Linked DNA regions of Sus scrofa: all the other regions are linked to region 3. A link is a contact called in public HiChIP or PLAC-seq and promoter capture Hi-C data. All regions are on one chromosome and are shown on one strand. Each heading gives the region's core, a stretch centred on a gene start, on an enhancer-like site or on the middle of the called end of the contact. The rest is flanking DNA. Distances are from core to core; before and after follow the strand shown. Region 1 holds the start of PTMS (parathymosin). Region 2 holds the start of ING4 (inhibitor of growth protein 4). Region 3 holds the start of COPS7A (COP9 signalosome complex subunit 7a).

The links. Promoter capture Hi-C pulls out the DNA fragments that hold promoters and counts their contacts. HiChIP or PLAC-seq counts read pairs in DNA pulled down with a chosen protein or histone mark.
Region 1: a contact with region 3 is called in a promoter capture Hi-C map of liver, with 4 times the contacts expected there. The contact joins the promoter of PTMS here to the promoter of COPS7A in region 3. A contact is called at or near these places in 1 of 5 promoter capture datasets (liver), 5 of 47 Hi-C or Micro-C datasets (embryonic fibroblasts, liver and skeletal muscle) and 2 of 2 datasets of contacts at active chromatin or transcription factors (alveolar macrophages and skeletal muscle).
Region 2: a contact with region 3 is called in an H3K27ac HiChIP or PLAC-seq map of alveolar macrophages. The contact joins the promoter of ING4 here to the promoter of COPS7A in region 3. A contact is called at or near these places in 3 of 47 Hi-C or Micro-C datasets (heart right ventricle and liver) and 1 of 2 datasets of contacts at active chromatin or transcription factors (alveolar macrophages).

Annotation. Positions count from the first base shown.
Region 1 is chr5:63,939,360-63,944,138 of Sscrofa11.1, reverse strand. It overlaps PTMS (parathymosin), which reads left to right and starts at 2,027. Exons shown (of 5, transcript XM_013987418.2): 1 at 2,027-2,864. The coding sequence starts at 2,820. It overlaps LOC110260751 (a long non-coding RNA gene), which reads right to left and starts at 2,045. Exons shown (of 2, transcript XR_002344121.1): 1 at 57-2,045.
Region 2 is chr5:64,024,368-64,029,146 of Sscrofa11.1, reverse strand. It overlaps ING4 (inhibitor of growth protein 4), which reads right to left and starts at 1,358. Exons shown (of 8, transcript XM_021092419.1): 1 at 1,215-1,358. The coding sequence starts at 1,251. ZNF384 (zinc finger protein 384) reads right to left here. Exons shown (of 12, transcript XM_021092415.1): 12 at 3,349-4,779. The coding sequence ends at 4,587.
Region 3 is chr5:63,974,849-63,979,707 of Sscrofa11.1, reverse strand. It overlaps COPS7A (COP9 signalosome complex subunit 7a), which reads left to right and starts at 2,238. Exons shown (of 8, transcript XM_003126528.5): 1 at 2,238-2,383; 2 at 2,877-3,081. The coding sequence starts at 2,920.

The DNA of each region.
Region 1 (4,779 bases), core at 778-3,277, 35 kb after region 3:
CCAGAGACCAATCCCAAGGGCTAGGGGTAGGTTTGGGTTTCCAGCATCCCACTCACTTCAAATTCATCCTAAGTGTCCTGTCTGGCTTTCTTCTCTTGAAGCCAAGACTTCAGGAGACTGGTCTGTGGTCCAACCAGACAGTGGAGGCTAAGGGGTGCTTCTCCCGTGCAGGAAGGGAATGAGATCCAGGCCTCCAGCTTCCTACATCTTTTTCCTTTGGTCCCTCTGGACCCTAGTGTCCACACTCTTAGATTCTCAAGGCTCTCCCTTGGGCCTTGGGGCAGGATTCCCATTCTCTGCCGCTCCATCTCCCTGGAATTTTCCACTGCAGCTGCCTCCGCTCCCAGACACCCCTCCCTGGGCAAAATTCCCGGCTCCCTCCGCCTCCCCTTCCCTAATCACACCTCATTCCCACCCCCGGCCCTGAGGCCCTGCCCACAGTCCAGCCCACATCCCACACTAACCCCGGTGGTCCCAGTTAGAGAAATGGGAGGCCAGACCCTTATAGAAGGGTGAGACGGAGGGTCCCAGGCTCTCTCCAGGGCGGGGAGAAAGGACAGTAGAGGGGCTGGTCCCCTGTGGGGCTGGAGTGGGGGGAGTGGCCCTCCTCAAATCCCCATATAAGGCAGGGCAAGCAGTTAGGCTCCTGGATTGGCTGATTCAAATGAGCATTCCACCTGGCAACAGGGTTTCTATTGGCTCTCAGGAAAAATAGGAGGAAGGTGGATGGAGGTTGTTGGTGGCGGTGATTGGAGGGGGGGAGGGGAGTGGAGGTGACCGGAGTGGGGGGCGGTTACCAGGGCAACAGGGTAAGAGCCCAGCAGGGTGTCCTGAGACAGCAGGCGGGGCTGGGAGGTGGAGAAGGGGGGGGCACTGAGGAAAGGAGGGTGGGAGGGAGAGGAAAGAGACTGACAGGGAGGGAGCCAGACGGGGAGACTGGGGGGGGGGGAAGGTTAAAGGAGGAGGGAGAGGGACATAAATGAAGCAAAAGAGTACAGAGATGGAGAGGGTCAGAGATCACTAAAAACATCAGGGAGTACGTCCGAGAGACAGAGAGATGGAAAGGTCTCCGAGAAAGATGGACATAGTTGGCCAAGGAAAAGCCTGGGTGGGGCGCCAAGATTTTTGAGGAGATGGAGACTGAGAAACTGAGAGAGGAGTCAGAGGAGAAATTGGGAAGTGTGTACACCAAGGGACCAAAAGACAGTAGGGGCACCCCGAGACGAAATGGTGATGATCCATCAGTTATGTCTTTTTTATTAAGATGAAAATGATACAAAGATGAAGACTGATGATAAACAAATATAGGAGCGCACACGCACCAAAGATATCTTTTTCCAAACCCTAGCCTTCCGCCCCATCCACCTTCCAGACCTGTGTCACACACCCTAGCTCCGGTTCCCTCCTGAAACAGCAAGCTTCTCAAAATGACCCAAAGATACTGAGACTGTGGGTGAGGAGCCGAGGGTGTGTGGGTTAGAGTGGCCTGGAACCCCCAGCAAAGGAGACAGATACACTCCAGAAAGGCTGGGAAGAAGGCAGCAGAGGAAGGAGAAACATCAAGAAAGGGAAAATGTGGGAAATAAGGAGAGGAGTGAAGAAGGGTTGAGGAAAATCAGCTAAGGATATAGGGCCAGGTGACAGACTCAGGTGAGCCAGGAACTATGTTGTCTGGAAAGAGAGGGAAGACATCAGAGGTGGCATGCAGAGAGGGCAAGTGAGAAGTGGAGAAGAGGTGACAAGAAGAGAGATGGGAGATAGAAATGGATAAAGAGGAATGAAGAGAAATAGAAGGACCAGGCAAAGAAAAGTGAGGTGAGCCGGGCAAATAAGAAAGGTCGAAGGTGGAAAGGAGGCTGGAGAGCCTCGGCCCCTCCTCAGATCACAAGCAAGAGCCGCGAAGGGAGGAACCCAGCAGGGGACACAAATGTCAGCCTCGGGCAGGACGGAGGGTGGGCTGCCCTTTCTGCTCTCTAATCCCTCTCAAGGCCACCCAGCGAACCGAGAGGCAGGAGAGGGGAAATCCAGGGAGAAGTGGAAGTGGCTCCCGCCCTCTTCCTCCTCTTTAGGCTTTTGGTTTCTCAAATACCTGCCCGGCCTTTCCATCCGCTTCCCCCCACCCCATCCCTCGGCAAAATCTCAGGGCTTTTGGGGGTCGGGCTCCACGTTCGCAGGCAGTAGGTCGGGATTAGGAGAGGTCCCTCCCCGCAGGAACCCCACCCCTCCCCACCTCCTCGCCCCACTCCTTTCTCCGCGACCGTCAGTCTCTCCATTTCCCCCTCCTGGTCTAGTCCTCCCTCCCGCCTCTCGCGCACTCCCTCCCCTTGCTCTCATCCTCCTATCCCCACCTCTCCAACCTCCGCTTTCATCCCCCTCCCCTCTCCTCTCCTCCCCGCTCCCGCCTGCCCCACCCCTGGGAAGCCCCTCCCGTCGGGCAGCGCCGCTTTATAAGCGGGTTCCCTGCCCGGGGGCGGCAGCGGCTGGTCGGCGGCAGCTCTGCGGGTGCGGGGGCGGCGAGCCGAGGACCTAGCGATCGCGGCCGGAGCGCGCCGGCCACCGCCCGCACCGCCCTTCCGCCCGCCCTCTGGACGGCCGCAGCCCTGCGGGTCTCCGCTCCAGACCCACCCCCGCCCCACCCCGCGCGCCTCTGCCGCCTCTTCCAGAGCCCCAGCTTGCCCAGCGGCCGCCGCTGCCGCTGTCTCCGCCGCCGCCGCCACCGCGCCAGGTTCCGGCCGCGGCCACCTTCCGCCGTCCAGGGCCTCTCCATCTCGGCCCCGGGACCCCGGCTCCCCGCCAGCCCCGGCCCCGGCCCCGGCACCATGTCGGAGAAGAGCGTGGAGGCAGCGGCCGAGTTGAGCGCCAAGGTACGGGCGGGGCCGGCGTTAGCCTGGCCCCCGCGCGCCCCCGGGGCTCCGCGCGGTCGTGCGCCCCGGGCCGCCCCAGACGGCCCCACACTACTGCCCCGGCTCGGGGTCCCGGCGGACCCCGCTGCGCCCTCCCCCCCGCGCCCCAGCCCGGCGCTGCCTACCCCGCGCCGCGCGCCTAGCGCCAGCGCCCTCTAGCTTCCCGAGCGCCGCGCACCCGGCTCCCGGCCTGGCCGCTCCGGCCGGGTGCCGTCCCCACCCCTCTCCGGCCCTAGCTCGCTCGCCGCCACCCCAGCCGGTGTCCGTCGGAGCTCTGCGCGTCTCATCTGCCATGCCCCCTCCCCCGCGCCCCTCTCCGGCGCCCGGTCCCCGTCTCCCTTTCCAGTCTGACCTCACCTTTCCTCTGCTAAGCGGTTTGAGAGCCTGCGTCCAGTGTAAACAGGACTCTCCCGGGAGGCTGCTCCTCGCGGGCCCCTCCCCTCGAGGCCCGACCGGCTCTTGCTTATCTCCGAGAGCTACTGCCTCTGTTTTCTCCTTCCATCTACATCCGTTCCTTCCTCCTCTGGCCTTCAGCTTTCTTTTCTCTCCATAGCCCTCCGCGTCTCCCTCCCACACTTAGAGAAGCTCGAATTCCTAAAAACCAAAAGGGGGCCGGGAATAGCCTTCGAAAAAGCTGAGGCTCAGCATTGCATGGCATTGCATCGCGCCGCCTTTGCTCTCATCAGCTTCCTTCCCTGGCCCCATCCCTTCGCCCTTGCCTTTCTTCCAGCCTTCCTCTAATTTCCCTAGGGAACCTGCTGAGTGTTGCTTGGGGAAATTAATTCGGCCAGGGTTTGGGGGCGGGGAGCCCGACCTTGGGTGGGGGCGGTTGCTGGGGAGGCCACAGAGGTCTCCTGGAGGCCGTGAAGTGAAAAGGGGAACCAGTGGGGTTTAAGGCAGTGAGAGAGAGGGGTTCCGCGTGAGCGCTAAGGTGTGCTGAGCGGCCCTCCGGTGGGCTGGCTGTGCGGTGGCATGTGACTTCACTGAGTAGGTGTCTTTGTATGTCTGAAATCCAGCGAGTGTGTGGGACTGCCCGTGTCAGTTACATGTGTGCATGTGGAGACGTAGCTGTTCTGGAGCCATGTTGCTGCTTTGTGAGTGCCGAGTGGCTCCACTGTGCTCTAGTGCTGTCTCAAGAGTGTGTGCCAGCACGCCCAAACACCCGGCCATGTGTCTCTGGATTGCTTCAGCGCCCCTCGGTAGCGGTGTGTGTGAATCGGTGTCAGCCTGTGTCAGTGTGTGTGCCTGTGTTGGGTAAATGAGGCCAGAGAGCTGCTTAGCACAAGGCCCAGGTCACATACCCTCCTGGAAAAGGGATCATGGAAGGACAGTGACCAGAAGGACAGGACAGGACTGGACAGGGGAGGAGAGGGCCTGGCCCCTTGGACTTTGGCCTCTGCTAGTCTCCCTCCCTCCCTGGCACTTACTCTCCCTCCCTCTCCATCTGTCTGGGTGGGAAACTCAGGCCAGGGCCGCACAGACCTGGTACTGGGGCCACCAGAGAGAAGCTGACAACCCCTTGGCTCTCCAGGCCCAGGATGAAGGGGAAAGCCCACCAGGGAGTAGAAATGCCAGACTGGCCATGTGGAAAAGAAATGAGGACAGCGAAGTCGCGTGAAGAAACCTAGCTGAAGGGAAAGGGGGCCTGCGTTCTGTGCTCCCCATAAAGGGAGAAAGGACTTGAGTGTCCTTCTAGGCCAACCATCCTACACCAACCCCCTTTCCTATCCAACCCCCCCCTTTCCAGAAAGGACACACCCTCCCAGGGTGATCTACTCACCCAGAAAACTTCCATCCACATGGAATCAGATACACAGAGTTGCACACCAACACCAGGCCCGATCTGGTCACACAGACACCACAGTGCCTGCCAAGG
Region 2 (4,779 bases), core at 109-2,608, 50 kb before region 3:
AGGCCGGTGGCTACAGCTCTAATCATATGGAACCCCCATATGCCATGGGTGAGGCCCTGGAAAAAGACCAAAACATAAATAAATAAATAATCACTATTCAGAAAATCTGTTGGTTCCTCACTAAACTGCAAGCTTCTTGGCTTGGCTTAAAAGACCTTGCACAACCTGGCCCCAGCCCCCTTCTCCAGTCTTATTTCCCAATCTTACAACTTAGGGTCCTGTATATCAAATACTTTGGCCTCACTTTTGCCTAACCTTGCCACAAACCCGTAACACCTTAGCTGCTGCTTTCCCCAACCTGCGATTCCCTCTCCAACTGGCAAATAAACACTCAGCCTTCAAGATTCTACTCAAACATCACATCCTCTACAAAGCTTTACCTACATCCCCAGGTAATTAGCTCTTTTTTTCTCCAGAGTTAGCAACTTTTAATATATTTCTATTATTTTACCTGTCTCACTGTTTTACAATTATTTATTAACAGAATCTGTGTCCTACTAGTCTATGACCACTTGACAGGGGTTGTGTTTTACTCATTCTTGTATATCTCCAGTACCTGCCATTATATCTGAGCCATAGCAGGACCTCAATAAAAGAATGAATGAATGACTCTCAACACCAAGGCAAATGTAAGCGCTTAGTGGATGACAGGCTCTGTGGAGGAGTGGTTTACACAAATGGCATCAACATAACGCCAGATTTCCACTGGATGGGAACGGGATCTTTACTCCAAGAGCAGACTTCCAGTTCATCATATGACAGTGGTCACTCGTTACCCTCCCATCCCCAGGAGAAGCCACTTCTGCGAAAAAACTGGGCGAAGGAGCCGCGAACAGGTCTTTGTCGCTGTTCCAAAAGGCAGTGGGCGATATACTAAAATGACTAATTTCCGAATGATTTTGAGGAAAACGTATATCCTGAGGCCGGAGACTCTGAAGATGGGGCAGCAGGGATCTTCCCGACTAGGCCCACCCGCCCTTCAAGAGACGTCCCCCAGCCCCACCGCGCAGCCCCTCCCCCGTCTACACCCCAGAGCGAGGCCTCGGCCCCGCTGCCCCGCCCCCTCCTTCTACACACCCTCCACTATTTCCTCTCATGCAACCCTTTACAATCGTGACCTTCTGACCACCCGGACTTCGGGGCCGTAGAGCTTCTCAGCTCCGACACCCCCACCCCCCTGTGACCCCTGACCCCCTCCTTCAGTCTGCTCTTACTGTCCAGATAATGTTCCAAATACATCCCCGCAGCCATCTTGAAGCAAAACAAAGCAACTTCCGCTCCGCCCCGGAAGTGACTGAAGGCGACAGGTCTCGAAGCTGTCCTTCTCGGCCTGGAGTCCTTCCGCCCTCACAAGGGGAACTTCCGGCCTCACTACAGCGCCCGTCTGGCCGCGTCCGCCGAGCGCCCGACCGCCGACCCTCGTCTTTTGCCGGCCGGCGTTGCTTGGGGCCGGCGGCGGCCGGGGGCGCCATTTTGCATTTTCACTTGCACTTCCTTTCCCTCCAGGCGGGGGACGTGCAGGCGTGAGGGCGAGGAAGCTTTTTTCATCAGGCTTTTAGTCCGCAAATAGCCCGTTTCAGCAGCCGGAGAATTTTTGTGTCTCTTGGGATGTGACCTGCGCAGGTGCCTTCTCCCAAGTCGCTAGTTTCTTAGGGAGTTAGGGAGGCGCCCCCGGCGGGGCAAGATTTAAACCCTCCGCACTTCTGTTGACTCGCTCAAACAGCAGCTCCCTAAGGTTATTTTTTAACGTGGAAACAACTCACTATCTATAACCTCTGAGCTACTCACACAATAAAGCTAGGACTCCACGTGTTATGTCAGGGTTCCTCACCTGTCACACTCCTCACTCGTAAAGTGACATAGTACTTCTGGCCTTGCCCCCCTGTTTTGGTCTCCCTTTTTATTCGGGTTTATAGGATGTTAACCAGCCCCATGATTCTGAAAGGATTGGGGCACGCAGCTGTCACAGTTGGGCCAGGTGGATGTCAGCTATCACCCTGGTCCGCTACGGCACAGCGACAGCTAATGCTTCTTCGTCAGGATGAAAAGCCACCAAGTGCATGACAGGCTGGCACCACACTTGGGAACCGGAACCGGAGTGTTAGTAAGACAGTGCTTTGGAGATCGCTGTCGCTCCCAATTCACACCTTCTTGATAATTAGCAATGTGAAGTGGCAGGTTGTCAAACACTTTCAGCCTCATCATTTAGATCAAATATATAAAAAAGAGGCAAGGTGAAATCCCAGACTTACTGCTGACCAGGTGGTAAGATAACAGCAATGAAATCTACAAGATTTCTCTCTTAAGTGCAAGCAGCAGGCCCTTGGGTAATTTAATCTGTGCGCATCTCTATAAAATGACTACCTCACACTACCTACCTCATTGGTTGTTACTCTGAGTGTGAGTGTAACCTTAAAAAGAGGAGATTGTTTGTAATACCTGCGATGAAGTTAGGGCTATCAGTGCCAATTTGACTGTTGGTGAGAACAAGGGTTAAAAGCAGTAAATATTCAGGAAGCTAACACTGCATGTTTGGTCACTTGTGATACATTCATTAGTGTCACACCACAGAGTGGGACCATCTTGGACGCCCACACAAGAGCCCAGGCCCTAAATTAAGAGGTATTATTTCATTGCCTACCCGCATGCAGCCAGGTAATGAGCAGAGGCCCGGCAGTCCCACAGAGGATAGCCACGTTGTCAGATGCGGGAACTTTGCCACAACTTTCTCAGTGCTTAAAGATTTTTAATTCTCAAAAAGGAATCTTGGAGGTGATCTAGCCCAATCCCTTCATTTAACAGCTGCAGAAGCATCTCGGCCAACACTGGTTGCTGGGAGATCAGGGCTGAAGTCCAGGTTCCCGACCACACTCTATTCCTCAGCACTACAACTGTGCGGTGTCCTTCAATCCAGGTTATGACCTCCACCACTGGAAACCTCTGGATTTAGGTGCCACAGGATGTGCCAAGTGGAAGCAGCACTGAGCCCAGGGATGCTCTGGCAGGAGTGCAGTTCCTTCCAGGAGGCTGTGCTTCCATTTCTTTGATACGGAGTTTTGTGGCCGTCTTGACAGTGACACGTGCCTGAGACCCTGTTCTCACATTATTAGGCCAACACAGTCCTCACGACAGGATGTGTGTGTAGAAACCTTCATAAACCAAGCTTTCACTGCAGAAATATGGAAGCTGTACCCCTCCATGGCTGGGGATATGCACGCAGCCCCAACACACAGCATTCGTTCTGCACATTCACACACTCTTACTGCATATCCTCAGTACCAGCCTTGACTCTCTCCCCAAACAGCTGTTTCCCATGCTCACTCACATCAGTAGCTCCACTGCCTCTGATCCTTTTACACGAATTTATTTCTACACAAGGTTCTAAAAACACCCCTTGGTTTTGTACATAAGATTTTCTTTTTTTCTTCATTTTAAATTCCTTTATAACAACTGGTATCCTGATTTTTTTTTTCATTTTCTCTTTTCTCTGAAATCTGCCATGATTTAAAAAAAAAAAAAAAAAAAAAAAAGACAAAAGGAAATAAAAATGCTGTTGGCCAGAAGACAGGGTGGAGGGAAAAAAAAGGGACAAAAATAAACAAAACATCAAATATGAAAATTCTCAGAGATAATGCATTTATAAACACAGAAATGGTTACAACAAAGATGGCCGTGATGAGTGGGTATATATATATTTATATATATATATATTTATATATAAATCCATGTCCAGCAACTGACCGTGGCACCTAGGGAGCTAAGTCCAGTCCTTGCATTTGCCCTTCACTCTCCCTTCTCTGCAGCCCCCTCCTTGTGGGGTTTTATAAAGAACTCACAGCTCCCACAGCTGCTTAGGTTGGGGGACAGGGAGACTGAGCACTGAGCCCCGGCTGGCAGAGAAGGGGAGAAGCTCCAAGGAGACCCATAACTCACACTTCTAAGCCACCCTCGACCACTTTGGGGATCTCTGGCCCCTTGGGGACCACATCTCAGCCCTTGCCCCTTTACAAATAAAGGGGGTCCGACCCCCCCCTCCAGATCTCCTTCCAGCACTAGGTAGGAAGTGAAGTGAGACCATGAGGGGAAAACGGCTCCCAGGGATAGGGTTATGTGAGAAACCTCTGTTCTTTCGCAGGCAAGACTAGAACAGGAAGCTGGCTGCATTTAGGGCTCCCTCCTCTCTGACGTCCAGGAGGGCCAGCCTCTAGTCCTCTATCAGCCCGAGCTTGGAGGATTATGAGGGTGAGGAGAGAGTAAGTGCCCACTCTGGAAAAGTCTCTATGAGGTCATAGCAAACCCCTCCCCTGAGCACCAACCCCCAATTTTAAAAGCTATGCTTAGGCAGGGAGGCTGCTGGATTACGCCACCAGCTCAGTACTCCTCTGCCGATCAGGAGGGCTGACGTTCCTGTTGAAGAGGAGTTGAGAATAAGGAGAGTATCCTGGGAAGGAAGGCTGGGCCTGAGACCCAAGAAGATGGAGCCGTGGCCTGTCAAGGAAGAAGAGGACTTTTCCCACCAAGAGGAGCTGGAGAAAGAAGGGACCAGAACTTCTTCCCCTCTTCCCAGGGGACGGCAGCACAGGTCTCTACGAGCTGGCCAGGTGCTCCACCTGGATGGTGCTGGTGGTGACAGTGAGGCAGATGTCCTTATGATGCTCTGCCGTCTTATAGGGGGTCAGGTCAAAGGAACACTGGGGTGGAGGGTTGGGGTTGCTGTCCCCGCCACCCCCACCCTGGGGGGCTGCCCCAGGGGACTGGAAGTGTGATGGCTGCTGCTGC
Region 3 (4,859 bases), core at 989-3,488:
ATGAGTTGTGGGGCAGGTCGCAGATGTGGCTTGGATCTGGTGTTGCTGTGGCTGTAGTGTAGGCTGGTAGCTATAGCTCCGATTAGACCCCTGGCCTGGGAACCTCCATGTGCCACGGGTGCAGCCCTAAAAAGACAAAAGACAAAAAAAAAAAAGTATCAAACTTCCAGTTATAAGATAAATAGGTACTAATGATGTAATATACAACATAATGTATGGTATAGTGGTTAGTTAACATTGTTGTATTGCAGATTTGAAAGTAGTTAAGAGTTCTCATCACATTGACAAAATTTTTTTTTTGATATATATATATATATATATATATGAGATGATAGATATTAACTGAACTTACTATGGTGGAGGAGTTCCCATTGTGGCTCAGTGGGTTAAGAACCCAACTAGCATCCATGAGGGCACAGGTTCAATCCCTGGCCTCGCTCAGGGGGTCAAGGGTCGGGTGTTGCTGTAGGCTGTGGTGTAGTTCACAGATCTGGCGTGGCTGTGGCTGTGGTGTAGGCCAGCAGCTGCAGCTCCGATTGGATCCTAGCCTGGGAACATCCATATGCTGCATGTGCAGCCCTAAAAAGCAACAAATAAACTTTGAGCTTAAAGTCCCTTCAGCAATAGCTCCAGCAGCCTACCAGTTCTGATTTTTCTCTTCATTTAACGACGTCTTTCCCTTTCTCCTCTTTCCATTACATATAAATTATTTCACTTCTCTGAGCCTCACTTTTCCCATCTGGAAAATGGAAATAATAATGGACTTTTTACACGCATCAAATGAATTAGGTAAAGCTGTTAGCTCAGTGCCTCATACAAGTGCCTCCAAGATATCATTAACATTGCTCTGATTTAACCTTCTGTAAGCCTGGTAGGAGATACAAAACACTACGAAAAGGTTAGTTGTTTATTTTTGCCCCCTAAAGTATTGTGGTAAATTGGAAAGATGGCTCCAGGCTCGAATAGACATGGGCTCCAAATAAAACTCTGGATTTTTTGTTTGTTTGTTCGTTTTTTTGCTTTCTTTGGGCCGCTCCCGCGGCATATGGAGGTTCCCAGGCTAGGGGTCCAATCGGAGCTGTAGCCACCGGCCTATGCCAGAGCCACAGCAACGCGGGATCCGAGCCGCGTCTGCAACCTACACCACAGCTCACGGCAACGCCAGATCGTTAACCCACTGAGCAAGGGCAGGGACCGCAACCTCGTGGTTCCTAGTCAGATTCGTTAACCACTGCGACACGACGGGAACTCCAAAACTCTGGATTTTTATGAGCTTCAATGTATGCCTTCCCTGCAGCTAGGATTTTTTTTCCTTCTCCAGGAATCAAAAGGGTTAATGTACAGGAATGCATCATTCAGTACATTTGCAAACATGAGAGATGGCGTCCTGGAAACACCATGGAGACACTGTACAGTTATGAGAATTCAATGGGTCAAATTTTAATTTTAAAAGATGCCTGAACAACAGTAAGCCTTCAATACGTGTTAGCTATTACTATTTACCGTTTCCACACTTGTCTCTTTCTCCTCCAAAAAAATGAGTGGTTGCAATAAAAATGAGACGATCTCTGCAGCTCAACTTCTATGGTCTCCCTCTCTCCTCCTCGTTTCACACCACCTTTTTCCTTATGTCCCTCTCTTTTTTTTTTAATTATTTTTTATTTTTTATTATTTTGTCTGCTATTTCTTTGGGCCGCTCCCGCGGCATATGGAGGTTCCCAGGCTAGGGGTCAAATCGGAGCTGTAGCCACTGGCCTATGCCTGAGCCACAGCAACGCGGGATCCGAGCCGCGTCTGCAATCTACGCCACAGCTCACGGCAACGCCGGATCCTTTAAGCCAATGAGCAAGGGCAGGGACCGAACCCGCAACCTCATGGTTCCTAGTCGGATTCGTTAACCACTGCGCCACGACGGGAACTCCCCTCTCTTTTTTTTAAATCCCCCTCTCTTTCGATTACAGCTTTTCTCTTGCCTCGGGAACTCTGACAAATTTTCAGACCTCAGCCAGCCTGAAGCTGACGCAGAACTAGCCGGTAGCAGGCTATCGCCAAGAGTTCCCTCTGCAAACAGCCTCTTGCGCTTGTCCAATAAAGTTTTATTGAAACAAAGCCGAGGAAAGGGCGCCCGTCATTCTTTCCGCAAGAGCCAATCAGAGAGCAGAACGCCTGCGTCGCTCTTGGGATCTTCATCAGTCGGAGGCGGGGACGGAGCATGTCCCGCCTGAAACCCGCCCCGTGAGAGCGGAAAGTAAGGCCGGAAGCCAGCCATAGAGTTTAGGGGCCAGAGCGACCGTGCAGGGAGGTGGCAGGAAAGGCTGGGAACAGCTGCCGGAGGTGACGGAGCGGTGGCCCCGCCCAGTGCGCTGGAAGAAGAAGCTTCCAGGTAGCGGCCCGCGGAGTCTGACCCAGAGTACGACGAGGCAGTCGGCGGGAGCCCACGGTCCCTGGGCGGCCTCTTTAAGGGAGGGGGCGGAGCCACGTGGAAGGATCGCGAGGGTGAGGTCACGTGGTTCGGGGCACCTGCGGGGTACTGTGGATTTGAGGGAGCGTCGTCCCGGTGGATACTATGTGACATCACCTCCCCCACTACGACTTGTGCCTTGGGGTTCATTGGGGTGCACGTGGTGGGGCTTGAGGTTAGGCCCAGGGTTGGGGGAGGTGGGCGTGGCAGCCGGATTTTAGCCAGGCTTCCTTCAAAGTGCCCGATTTTAGGGTTCCTAGGTCCGATGTTAGACTGCTCGATCTCTGGGTTGCGAGATAGAGCGAACTTTATTGTTGCGAAAGTGGCTCAGTGTCTCCAGTCCAGCCCTTATCTCTTGTGCTTTTCATCCTCCCCTGTTCAAGGAACTTCGCCTTCACATTCTCTTTCCTTGCAGCTCCAGACTTCCTGAGCCCAGGTCCCCCCAGCTCAGTGCAGCCATGAGTGCGGAGGTGAAGGTGACAGGGCAGAACCAGGAGCAATTCCTGCTCCTGGCGAAGTCGGCCAAGGGGGCAGCGCTGGCCACACTCATCCACCAGGTGCTGGAGGCCCCTGGTGTCTACGTGTTTGGGGAACTGCTGGATATGCCTAATGTTAGAGAGGTGGGTTCCTGACCTGGGTAGCCCACAGGGCAGCTTGACTAAAGTTTGAATTTGAGAACAGGCGGCCCGGGCTTATTTCGCAACCCCATGACCATACAGTTAAACAAGAATATGGTAATAATTAACCAACAGCTTGCAGAAATAAGTAGGCAAGTAAACCTCTTAGTTTCCCTTTGAGGATGAATGATCTGTAAAACTGAGTATTTTTCATTTTTGAACAAAGAGCCTGCGATTCAGAGTAGGAGACCTGATTCCAGCCTGTCTCTATCAGTGTAATAGCTCTTAATAATCATATGATCTTGATCAGGTTTCTTTAATTTTAGGCCCTAAATTTTCTCTTTTAAAAAAATGCTCCTGATACAATCCCTCACTCTTGTAGGAATCAGATGAAATTATGGGAAAGTAAAGTCTGGTACAAATGGAATAACTGACTGTGAAATTGGCATGCTCTGTTCTCTCCCCCTTTGCACCATATGCTAATTCACTTCAGTTAGAGTAGGTAGAAAGTGTCTTTTTCCCAAAGACACATAGCAGCATGCTAGGAACACAGAACTGTTCGCACAGAAGTGGCAGAGTTGAGTTTGAAGTCCACAGTGAGTGGGTTGCCAAGATATATGTCACCAACCCAACCCCCAAGATGGTATAACAATGGTAGGTGGGCAAACTGAGTTACGCTTTTGAGGGTCAGTGATTCAGTGGATTTAGCCTTTGGGGAACCTTCTGGTCTGAAGAAAGCTGGCTGCCTTCTTTCCCTGATGTCCTCTGCAGTGGAACTAAAAAGAATCAAGGTGAAAAAAAAGAACCATGTTTTGGGTGCCTGTTTAACACCTTGCTAGTTGAAGTTCCCATTGTGGCTCAGTGGAAATGAATCTGATTAGTATCCATGAGAATGTGGGTTCAATCCCTGGCCTCACTCAGTGGCTTAAGGATCTGGTGTTGCTGTGAGCTGTGGTGTAGGTCACAGACGCGGCTCAGATCTGGCGTTGCTGTGGCTGTGGTGTAGGCCGGTAGCTACAGCTCTGATTCGACCCCTAGCCTGGGAACCTCCCTAAAAAACCTGCCAAAACCCTACTGGTCATCTGGGAATACCAGAAGAGTACAAGATACAGTGCTCCCCTTCTGAGACTTACATTCCAGTTGCAGAGATAAGATGGATGGATATCCATGAATAAGACATTTATTTAGCAAGTGTTTAGTGGCAGTGCCAATCACATGCACATCTCTGCTAGACCTAAGTGGATTATAAGAGGCTGAGTCTGTGACCTTGTTGAAAAATACCCTTAGGTAACAACCTTAGGTGGGCTTTGACTTAGTGGATGATCAGCGGTGGGAGGAGAGGAGGCTGTGCTGGCCTGAGTGGGTAATGAAAGCTCCTGGGTGAGGCTGGGCTGAAGCAGAGACCACAGATCCCAGGGCCTGCCCAGACCGTACAGCTGTCGGGGGAGTGAGGCTGAGGCAGAAGTTGTTGGTGACTTAGGTAATACAGCAGATTCCCTAAAGATTTTCAAAATTGGAAATGTTAAATACTCTTTAAGGACCAAACAACATAGTTTGCAACATAAACGCTCTGAAAGTTTTCAGCCCTGAATGAGGGTAGGAATTGGAGGCAGATGGAGGAAGAGGGCGTTGTGGATTGGGGGCATAGCATAAACAAGGGCCTGGAGGTGGAAATGAGGCCTTGCTGTGGGAAGAGTGATCAGAGAGGCAGAGGGTTGCTGTCGGTGAGCTGCTGTGAGAGCTCCTGTTAGAGGGGAAAGCTGGGTCCAGAAAGTGGAATT